Regions from separate parts of the Capra hircus genome. Here region 1 is linked to region 2. The links are chromatin contacts, called in public Hi-C maps. All regions are on one chromosome and are shown on one strand. The core of a region is the stretch at or near the end of the contact, and the rest is flanking DNA. Distances in the headings are between cores, read along the strand shown. Region 1 overlaps ZCCHC2 (zinc finger CCHC domain-containing protein 2). Region 2 has its middle 72 kb from the start of ZCCHC2.

Region 1 (5,564 bases), core at 2,424-4,923, 130 kb before region 2:
GGAACAAGGCTTCCTCTCCTGCACAAGCTCGTCTGATGAAGGCGTAGGAGGCACGCGGGATGCCCACGTCCGGAGTCCAGCCCTTGATACCCGAGCACGAATGAGCCCCAGGCCCCTGGTGAGTGGGCGGCCTCCCTGGAGCATCCAGAGGGGCTTCCGCGGTGGACGGCCGCCGCTGGGTCGGCCTGCGGGTGCCTTTGCTGCTGCCGTTTTCGGCCCGGGTGTCTGAGCTGCGCCGGCTGAGGGGGAGTGCTCGCGACAGCCCGCACGTCACTCTCAGAGCTTTTCCAGCGTCAGCAGTCAGGTGTCTTCTGTGTGCCCTGCCACTGCGTTTCCGAAGTCCCAAAGTCTTAAAATGAAGAGTCACTAAATGCTCGATTTACCGAGACATCTGGGGGATCATGAAAACCTCTCCAGAGCGAGAGTCGGTGTCTCAGCGGAGGACAGTGCGCCTGTTTAAACCCTGGGTGCAGGCGAGGAATGCCGCTCCTGGAATTCATCGGAGACAGAACAGACATCCAGAGGTCCTGAGGTGTCCACCTCTGCACGCCTCCCCTCAGCCCGAGTCTTCAAATCCTTCAACTGAGACGCAGCGAAGAGACAATCGGGCCGCCCAGAGCCAGGCCTCTGCTCCCGCAGGGAGTCCAGAGGCCCCCGGCTCCTGAGACCACGGGTATGGACCGTTTTATGTGGCTTCAAAGGCCGTGGCCTTGGGCTCAGCCGGCGGGGCGCTGCGGGCCGTGGACGAGCAGGGGAGCCTCCTCTGAACCTGGGTCCGGGCCTTCACCGCCGGCTGCGGGTCTGCGGCCCTGAAGCCCCCTGAGCAACGGCGGCGGACAGGGAGAAGCGCCCCCTGCGCACGGGAGACGGAAGCACCGTCGGTGCGTGTAAGGTGTGTGCCCCACTGAGACTGCGGAGGCTGCAAGGGGAGGCTGCTCACACTGCTTCCGCGGACAGCCGCCCGCACGCTGGAAGGCCCTGAGCGCGGGTCGCCGCCCCAAACGCCTCGCGCCGTCCGCCCCCGCCTGCCGGGCCGCTCGCCGGCGGTGTGCTCTCCCCGCCAGGTGGCGCTGCTGCCCGACGAGCAATCTTGGTCGCGAGGCGGGAGAGCCGTTTCCAGTGGATGGCGTTGGAGCTGCAAGAGGACAAAGAGGCAAAGTGAAGGACCCCTCAACACACACACGCCTCACCCCTACCCCCAGGTCTCAAGCAGCAAACCAGGACCTCGGGATTAGCAGCTCTGGAGGCTGAGGCCAGCGGTCAGTGCAGCAGAGCCGTGACGGCAGGAAGGCTTTTCCTCGTCTCCGCTGTGATGGGCCCCGTTTTCCAGGGCAGGAAGGGGGAGCCTAAAGCTACCCTGCTTCCAAGGTGGACAGACAGTTGGATACACAGGTCACGCCATGGGTGCCCATGCTCCAAAGGGGCCAAGTTTCCAAAAGAGGACAGCATTTAACAACTAGGTCAGTTTTTCTGGAGATACGGCACAGTTACTTTTGCACATATGGGCACACCGTGACCCGTAAGTAGCGATAAACTGAAATACTGATGTTAGATGGACCTCAGCTGTTAAAACCATGCACGCTCCGGGAAAGGACAGTGCTGCCCTCTGCAGGAGGGCGCGGGCACTGCAGGGGAAACACCCTCACCTGCGGTGACTCAGCCTGGACTCCAGGACCCTTCATTCGCGAAAATAGGACCCGCTGCAGACTTTCCTCCAGCTCCAGGGAAACGACCAGAAGTGCAGCAACCATGTTTAAAAGCGCACCCTCTCTTCTTTCATCCCCCAGACCTCAATTCATTTCTCCAGAAATAAGTGGATCCTTTTTGTGGGTGGGTTGGTGGGGTGTCAGTATTTCTCATTCCTTCGAGAGGAGAGATGGAAGTGTTACGGGGTTAACTGCTACCACAGCTTGCCTGCACTTGTTTTCACTGCCTTAGCCTTAGAATGCTTTTGTAATCAGTACACAGAATTGAAAAAAGGTGTTTTCCAGGCTCTAATGGGTGGTGCTCCTGAGTACTAGATGCTACCTGTTAAAAAAAGAGATTATTTTGCATTGTGCTTTAATCTTTCGGGAACCTTCAGAAAGTTTAGGTATTTAGCACTTAGAAAAAACTACAATGTGGATTTGCCTTGGAAGAACTTATTCTACTTCGGTTCTGCAAGACTTAGCCCATGGATATTATAGCCCAGCTGCTGCTAAGTCACTTCAGTCGTGTCCGACTCTGTGCAACCCCATAGACGGCAGCCCACCAGGCTCCCCCGTCCCTGGGATTTTCCAGGCAAGAACACTGGAGTGGGTTGCCATTTCCTTCTCCAGTGCATGAAAGTGAAAAGTCAAAGTGAAGTCGCTCAGTCGTGTCCGACCCTCAGCGACCCCATGGACTGCAGCCTTCTAGGCTCCTCCGTCCATGGGATTTTCCAGGCAAGAGTACTGGAGTAGGCTGCCACCACCTTCTCCAATTATAGCCCAGAGTTGCCTCCAAATAATTTTTAATATATACTTCATTTGGTTGCATTGGGTCTTAATTATAGCATGTGGGATCTGACCAGGGATCGAACCTGGGCCCCCTCCATTGGGAGCGCAGAGTCAGCCACTAGACCACCTGGGGAAATCCCAAATAATTTTCGAGGACAAGGAATATTTTATCTTTTATCAATGGAGAGAGCTCAAACAACTAAGCTTAACATAAGGAAGAAATACATTTCCTAAGCTCCTCACCGCCACAACCAACCACTGCCTTCAGGCAGACAATTCTGTTCCTCGAAACAGAATTCTGCTAACATCTGAGTGCCTCCCTGGTGCTATTTCATGATGCTGGGCCCTGCCCATTATTATTTAGTCCATATTATTATTTAAGCCATAACTTAAACAAGCTTGTCATCCACGTGGTAAAGTGCAGCTCTGCAGCCCAGGGTTCCTTCCATCCACCTCTGCCATCCGCCTTTTGTCGTGCCCTCACCCTAACCGGTCTCTCAACTTCCAGGCTTTCTCTCAACCATCTGACAGTTTCAAAAACGATGTCAACAAAATCTTTTCTTTTTGTCTCTATTTAAAATCTGGCAACCTCCAATTTTCCCTTCAACCAACAACTCCCAATTCTGCAGCCTCGCTGTTTTACTGCTGAACCACAAATCCCATAGCTCTTCCACGACGTTTCCCACGACGTTGCCCTTGTCACCCCCCTCCCCCACTTCCTAACCACACTGCCTGCCACCCGGAGGTGCCCACAGCACATCCCCGGCCCTGGCTGGGACCTGCCACCCGGAGGTGACCACAGCACGTCTCTGGCCCTGGCTGGGACCTGTCACCCAGAGGTGCCTATGCACGTCTCCGGCCCTGGCTGGGACCTGTCACCCGGAGGTGCCCGCAGCGCGTCTCCGGCCCTGGCTGGGACCTGTCACCCGGAGGTGCCCGCAGCGCGTCCCCGGCCCCGGCTGGGCTGTCCGCGCCCGCCCGTGCCCGCCCGTGCAGTCAGGCACTCCTCCATGAAGCCTCACACGCAGCCACCCCCCCCCCCCCCCCCGCCCGGGGCACTGTCACCAGGCCTCAGGAGCGGCCGGGACACGGACCAAGCGCCAGCCACTTGGAAAACCGCCGGCCAGTCTGGGAGGACGGCCTACGGCCCCGCCCCTGCGTGCCTGGATGTGTCTCCCAAGGGCGCTCCTGCACGTGGACACCGGGAGGCTGGGGCAAAAATGCTCCCGTTAAGGACGGCAGAGCAGTGAAAACCACCCAGGTGTCTGCTTGACACCGGATGAGAAGAGGCAGTCTCAGGAGGCGAGGTGAAGGGCGCCCTTTCTCTAAAGCTCGAGCCAAGGAAGAATAGACTGCGCGCTGGGGAAGGAGGACGCGAAACGGCGCAGCGAGAGGCCAGCGACACTGAGAGCGGGGACCTCGCGCGGCGGAAGCAGACGCCCCGCAGACAGGCGCCACCGCCGCGCCGCGGGAGGGCCTGCCCGCCGGCTAGCGGAGCGGGCTCCTGCGGGCCACCAGGGGGCGCCGCCATCTCTCCAGACCCGTGGCCCGCCCGGCGGGCACGGAGGAAGCCTGCACGAGCGGCTCCAGACCCGCACCCTGAGCGCGGGACCCCCGGAGGGGCCGGGCAAGGCTCTGCCTGCAGTGGGCACGCGGGTGACCTGTACAGTCAGGCAGGCTGCTTGGGGTGGCTGGGATTCCCAGATGGTAAATAACCAGGGGATTCACTGCCCACATTACAGGGAAATAACTGGTTGATTCTTTAAAAAGGAAAAACAACTCCAAACCCACCGGGTATGATGTCCCCCTCTCTTCACTGCTACATTTGCAATAAAGCACAATTCTGAAGCCATTTTTCATTTTTTTATTGCTGTTAATTCAAGGAAAAAAGGTTGCATAAAATCCAATCTTTTCTAGAAATATAAGTGGCCTTTCCAGTACATAACATTTCAAATATCAAAGTATATGGTAAACATACAAATAAGGAGAAGGTAACATACCTCCTATATACAGTACAGTCTTTTAAATCATAAAATAAGCTCCATAAAGTACAACTGGCAAGTGATTCACAATGCGGTCCATACAGGGCTTATCAAAACTCTCACTTCCACAGCTCGATTGCAGCTTAACAATTAATTTAATAATATGGTCCAAAAATACCCAAATAAAATATATTTAATCAAAATAATTTCCTTTCGTTGAACTTTCTTTTTAAATTAAAGCTTTCGCCTACCCCTTCTCCCACCCCCCCTTTCTTCCCCTTTTACTCCCACCCCTGAAAGAAGGTTTCAAAATGTACATTGGTGCTATAAATATAAACTCTACCTATGAAGCTTTACAGGAAGCTTCTTACTTCAAGTGTTTCCTTCTGTCTGGCAACCTGTTAGGTTTCTGAGCCAAGGCCAGATAGTTTAGTTCCTCTGCTGCCCACCAAAGTGACCCCACAGAAACACTCGCCGCCTCTGCTCTGCACTGAGGGTGGGGCGAGCACACCCAACCCCCAGCCCTCACCCCCAAGGCTCAACGCCGGGGGCTGCTCCGGGCCACTGATGGCAGCGGTCCAAACCTACACCCAGTCTTCCAGATAACCTCAGTGCACTTTAGGAAATCAAAAATTACCTGGAAGCAATTTAGTACATAGATCAGCTTTAAAAACAAACAAACAGTCGTTTTGAACAGCAGCATTAAACTTAGTGACGGGACACTGACATGACCAACACCATCTCAGCACACCAAGAATTCAGTCTTTCACGTTCTAACCGAGCACAGTGGTGAACTGTTATCAAAGCGACTTTGCTACGAGAGACAGGATAGGAACAAATACCTGACTTTTGTGGAAACGCAGAGCTTCTGTTCAGATCACAATAAACCGTACACATTTCAAACACAACAGAACACTGTGACAGCTGGTGTAAGGAAAAGAAATCGTAAGTGTCTTTTACATGACACAGTGGTAGACTGCGGTGGACTCCATGTAAAATTGGCTGTTGGCTTTCGTTACAAACACAAACACACAGGAGAACCACACTCACACGAGTTTGTTCACTTTATGTCTCTCTGAAGCAACAGGCTAAAAACGTATGATGG
Region 2 (5,515 bases), core at 2,598-5,097:
CCCATAGTTTTACATTTTTATGACCCTACTTTCAGCGTCCAGTAGTAGCCCACAGTTGCCCTCATCCTTCTCAAGTCGTCTGCTGAGCCCCTAAGGCCGCCGGGGGCCTTCTCTTACCTCCAGCCAAGCTGAGGCTCTGGAGCCGGCCACCTGCAAAACTGGGCCCAGCCTGCAGTCTCTGAGACTGCCTTGGTTTGAATGTCGTCTCTCCCAAGAGCCAGAAGAAAAAACAAAACTGGGTCATTTGTAGAGATGTGGATGAACCTGCTCTCTCCCAAGAGCAGGGCCCACGTAAAGAACTGGGACCAGACGCATCACTTGGAAAGGGCCATCCCTCCCTCAGGCTGCTATAACAGCTTACTACAAGCCAGGGGGCTGAAAATAACAGAGATCTCTCTTCTCACGGTTTCAGAGGCCAGAGGTCTTAACTCGAGTGGTTGACTGGCCATGCTCGCAGGGAAGGCTCTTGGGGAAGGCCCTTTCTCCACTCTCCCTGGCCCCTGGCGGCGGCTCCCTAGCCATGGTGCCCCTCGGCTTGGACCTCGCTCATCTCGTGACCGTGCTCCCGCTCCACTCGTTCAAGGACACACTTGCTGGGTGAGGGGCCCCTGTGCCCAGTTATCTCCATCCTCAGCTTGACGGCACTCGGGTTCTGGGGGGACGTGGGATTTCAACCCTGCATGGGCTCAAGGACCATTGATTCTGGAATCACCCAGTGTTGACAGGGAGACTAAGCTGGAAGTGGAGGGAGAGGGGACGTGGTGGGTGAGGACGCACAGGGGCCGCCTCCTTCGTTCGGCTTCCCTGGGGCTCAGCGGTGGGGAAGGCGCCTGCCTACGCGGGAGATGTGAGTTCAGTCCCTCGGTCGGGAAGATCCCCTGGAGAAGGGAATGGCAACCCACTCCAGTGTTCTTGCCTGGGGAATCCTATGAACAGAGGAGCCTGGTGGACTACAATCCAGGGCGTCACAAAGAGCTGGACACAACTTAGCAGCTAAAAAACAATCTCCCTCATCGCTTACTCCTACCGCTGAGATTTTTCCATGAACAATTCCTAACCAACTTGACATAGTCTACAAGCCTCTGTCCTCTCAGACATGGCAAATACCTCTGAGAAATAGCTTTCAAGCTGCAGTTCTCAAGGGGGTGGGGCCCCTTACAGTGGCCTGGCCTGGAGTCTCACCAGAATGCCTGCCCCAGGAATCCTGCCCGGGGTGTGGCGGGGACGGAGGCATGCCTTGCAAATAAATCATTTCCACAGTGAAGCGCTGGCCCTCCTGCAAAGGTTTTCTACATCTCAGGTGTGTAGCTTCTGTTTCAAACCGTGACGATGAACTTCCTGGCAATTCGTCAACCCTGGCACTTCTCTGGAGCCTGGGGAGGAGTGGTGGGTGGGAAAAAGGGATGGTCAGGGAGACCAGGGAGCAGCTGCCTGAAAGGGCAAATCACCCACATCTCACTCATGTCACGTTTCCTAGAATCATACGCACAAAATTTGTAGCGGGGATGGCAAACCCAGTTGAAACCTTGTGTGCAAACGTGGGGACTGAGCAGGGTGCTGTGTTAGGAAGGTTCAGCAGCTGCATCTCTGTGCAAAGTGGGATGGGAGCCACGGTAAAGTCACCATCTAAGTTCACGGCAGCACTATTCACAACAGCCAGGACGTGGAAGCGGCCTAGAAGTGCGTCAGCAGATGAATGGACAGGGAAGCTGAGGTCCGTATGCACAACGGAATACCACGCAGCTATAAAAAGGAGCACGTCTGAGGCAGTTTCAGTGAGGGAGGTGAACTCAGAGCCTGTTCAGAGTGAAGTCAGAAAGAGGAAGCAAACACCATTTATTCACACAAATACACGGAATCTAGAAAGACGGTACTGATGACCCTACATGCAGGGCAGCAGAGGAGACGCAGACGTAAGGACAGACTTTTTTGGATGGAGCAGGGAGAAGGAGAGGGTGGGGGGTGGTTTGAGAGAACAGCACTGAAGCATATGTTGTCCTAAGACAGGTCGCCAGTGGGAGTCAGATGCATGACGCAGGGGCCCAAAGCCGGCGCTCTGTGACGACCCGGAAGGATGGGGTGGGGAGCGAGGGGGAGGGGGGCTCCGAGGGAGGGGACACGTGTGTGCCTATGGCTGATGCGTGTCGATGTATGGCAGTGCGTGTGTGCGCGCATGCTAAGCCGCTTCAGTCGTGTCCACCTCTTTGCAACCCCATGGACGGTAGCCCACCAGGCTCCTCTGTCCTCGGGGTTCTCCAGGCAGGAATACTGGGGTGGGGGGCTGTGCTCTCCTCCAGGGGACCTTCCCGACCCCGGATCGAATCTGCATCTCCTGTCCCTTGCATTGGCAGGCGGGTTCTCTACCACCAGTACCACCTGGGAAGGAACCCGACGTGAGGCAGAGGCCGTCACAATGTCGCAATTATCCTCCAATTAATTAAAATAAATTTTTAAGTTATCATCTGCCACAAACACCCGCAGGGACTCTCGGGTCAGGTGCCACAAAGCTGTCATGCTTCAAGTAGAGCTCTGTTTGGATCATTTCCTAAATGTGCTGCTTATAGACACAGGTAACAGACGTCTATGGCCTGATATAAAAATACACATAGTCGTAGGAACAAGCTATGTGCACGCCATCCCCACTTTCCCGTGCTTCTAGGGACGTGCTGATACTCAGTGGACGAGCTGATCTTTGACTCGTCGGTTCCGAGAGCCGAGGCACTGGGCCTGTTCACTCTCCGCAGCTGAGCGCCTGCGTGGTGTCTCTTGTGTAGCCAGGGTTGCTGCGCTTAGGCCAGGCCTGGGCTAGGCTTACTGAAGTGGGGGGCGGAGGAGAGATTAAGAGACGGGGGTGGGACGGCGCTGCATCTTAAACCGACAGGGTTTCCCGGGAAGTCGAGTGGTTAAGAACCCGCCTCGCGATGCAGAGGACACTTTGTCTGCACCCCTGGTCCAGGAAGACACCACCTGCTCAGAGTAACTGAGCCGCGCCCACAGCCACCCAGCCTGCGCTCTGAAGTCCGCGAACCCGCTACTGAGCCCGCGGGCCGCAGCGACGGGGCCCGGCGCGCCCTCCGAGCCCGAGCTCGGCGGCGAGAGAAGCCTCCGCGGCGAGCAGTCCGCGCACCCAGCCAGAGGGCCGCCCGTGCGCGGCAGCGGAGCCCCCGTGCGGCCGAAGTGGATACTACAGAGACGCGTTCGTCTACAAAATTCAATCCGGGGGATACACTGCAAGGACCTACTCCGAAGCGCAGGGGACGCCGCTCAACGCTAAGTGGCAGCACGGATGGGAGGGGCTTGGGGGAGAATGGGCGCACGTATGTGTATGACTGAGTCGCCTTGCTGTCCACCTGAAACTATCACGACATTGTTCGTCAGCTATATTCCAAGATAAGCTTAAAATTTTAATTAAAAAAAGAAACTGGGGGTGGGAGTGGTTTTTGGTCCCAGTTCTGCCCCTAAGGGCAGCTGCACGCACCCCCGTGGGTAATTTTCAACCCTCGGCATCTGTTTCCCCATCTCTAAAATGGGAATGAAGAGGCCGCCCCGTCTTCCGGCGCAGGTTGGCGAGAGGCGGATACGGAGGGGAGGTGGGAACAGAGACCAGGAACAGGGCGGGCGTTATGTTCCAGAGTCATTCCTGCACAGTCTGAGGGCAGGGCCACGACAGACAGGGCTGTGCGCCTGAGCAGGGCACTGCCAGGAAACCCGGCTCTGGCTGTTAAAGACGGCCACCCGGACGTCCCCAGGGCCCAGCCGATCCGAGGATGCTGAGCAAGGCAAAGCGCTCACCCGGAGGCCGAGCAGTGCCCGGGACGGGGTGCGAGGATCGCCCGAGGGGCGGTGCCCACAGCCGACCCTTCCTGCAGGGGCCCCTTCTGCAGGCGCCCAGGAGGGGCGGCCCAGGCCCCTGCCCTCACTCACGGCCAGCCCCAGAGCTCGCTAGCAGGGGCCCCGGAAACGACTCAGCAGAATGTCTGCCGTGAGGGAGCGGGAGGAAGAGTCGTCTTTGCCACGATCTCAAATGCGTGGCTAAAAGGGGACAAGAACTCTACTTCCAGAAGCCAGGAAAAGAGGGTGTCTGGAGAGCTGGAGAGCAAGCCGGTCTTCTCTGCGGAGAGCTGGCCTGGGGGGACTGGGGGGACGGACCGTGAGACTAGAGGGTGTCAGCTGGGCCCTGATGCCCACAGTCCCTCCCAGGTAAAGGGGGTGGTGTGAGCAGAAAAAAAAACCCACCCATGGGACTTCTGTTTTTAAACGTTTAATCCTGTGCAGGGGCTTTCCTGGTGGCTCAGCGGTAAAGAATCCGCCTGTCATGCAGGAGACCTGGGTTCCATCCCTGGGTCGGGAAGATCCCCTGGAGGACGGCACGGACACCCACTCCAGTGTTCTTGCCTGGAGAATCCCATGGACAGAGGAGCCTGGCGGGCTAGTCCATGGGGTCACAAATGGGTCAGACATAACTTAGCGACTCTACACCACCACCGATCCTGTGCAATAAAGTGAGCTGGAGGCTAAGAAGTCACGAGGCTGTGGGAGCAGAAGGGTTTCCTGACATCTGCATCCCACGGGTGAGGTCAGTCAGTCTTCTGGTGAAAGGCCATGAGTTAAAAGGCAGGCAAGGGGGGCAGTCTGCCTGGTGCAAGAGGGCACACTGTCTACACAGAATATCAGAACGCTAGGAAAACGATCTAAAAGTTGGTCAGCCACTCAGGATCACTGCACTAATGATACAATGACATTGTGTGTGCTGAGTCGCTTCAGTCGCATCCGACTCTTTGTGACCCCAGGGACTGTATCCCATCAAACACTGGAGTGGGCTGTCAGGCCTTCCTCCAGGGGGTCTTCCCGACCCAGGGGTCGAACCTGTGGCACTGGGAGGCAGTTTCTTTATCACTGGCGCCACCTGGGAAGCCCAATGATACAATGTTCCTCAGCAAAAATCTGGTCGAAGTTCTAAACAACTGTGGTTACTGTGGAGTTTACTGTTATCCCCTGAAGCCTTGATGAGCACATCTGCGGTGTTTATCCTTTTAATAAAGAGTCCATGTGGACGTTAACCTGGCTGTCACCTAGGGAGGACACAGTTACAGGCGCTTGTCCCCAAACAGGACATGAGACCTTGACAATGGGGGTGACTGCAGACAGAGGTGTGGGCTGGAGTGACTTAAATTCTGCTGTTCAGGAAATGGCAGCCCACTCCAGTACTCTTGCCTGGAGAATCCCATGGAGGGAGGAGCCTGGTAGGCTACAGGCCATGGGGTCGGAAAGAGTCGGACACGGCTGAGTGACTTCACTCACTCCCTCACTCATGTAAGCGTACAAGAATACTTTCAGACTGCCAGGATCCACCTTGAACAAGGTACACGATGCTTTAAGACTGTTCTTTAAAGATGAGTATGAAGAAATTGGTAAGAGGGCCGCTACTTCTGCCAAAAAAAAAAAATACTGAGGAAAGGGACAGTTATATTAAAAAGAAAATCAAATTCGAAGAAGTGTTAGGAGAAATGACTGA

Evidence for each region. A called contact is a pair of places that touch in the nucleus more often than the background predicts.
Region 1: a Hi-C map of liver shows a contact between it and region 2, with 4 times the contacts expected there. The contact joins two enhancer-like sites. A contact is called at or near these places in 3 of 5 Hi-C or Micro-C datasets (blood and liver).

Annotation. Positions count from the first base shown.
Region 1 is chr24:61,129,455-61,135,018 of ARS1.2, reverse strand. ZCCHC2 (zinc finger CCHC domain-containing protein 2) reads right to left here. Exons shown (of 14, transcript XM_018039367.1): 14 at 4,328-5,564. Among named protein-coding and RNA genes, the nearest start is that of ZCCHC2, 58 kb to the right of the region's middle. Within about 2 kb of position 3,673, at least 3 of the 5 cell types and tissues checked have an H3K27ac peak or open chromatin away from gene starts, as enhancers often do.
Region 2 is chr24:60,998,858-61,004,372 of ARS1.2, reverse strand. No RefSeq gene overlaps it. Among named protein-coding and RNA genes, the nearest start is that of ZCCHC2, 72 kb to the left of the region's middle. Within about 2 kb of position 3,847, at least 1 of the 5 cell types and tissues checked has an H3K27ac peak or open chromatin away from gene starts, as enhancers often do.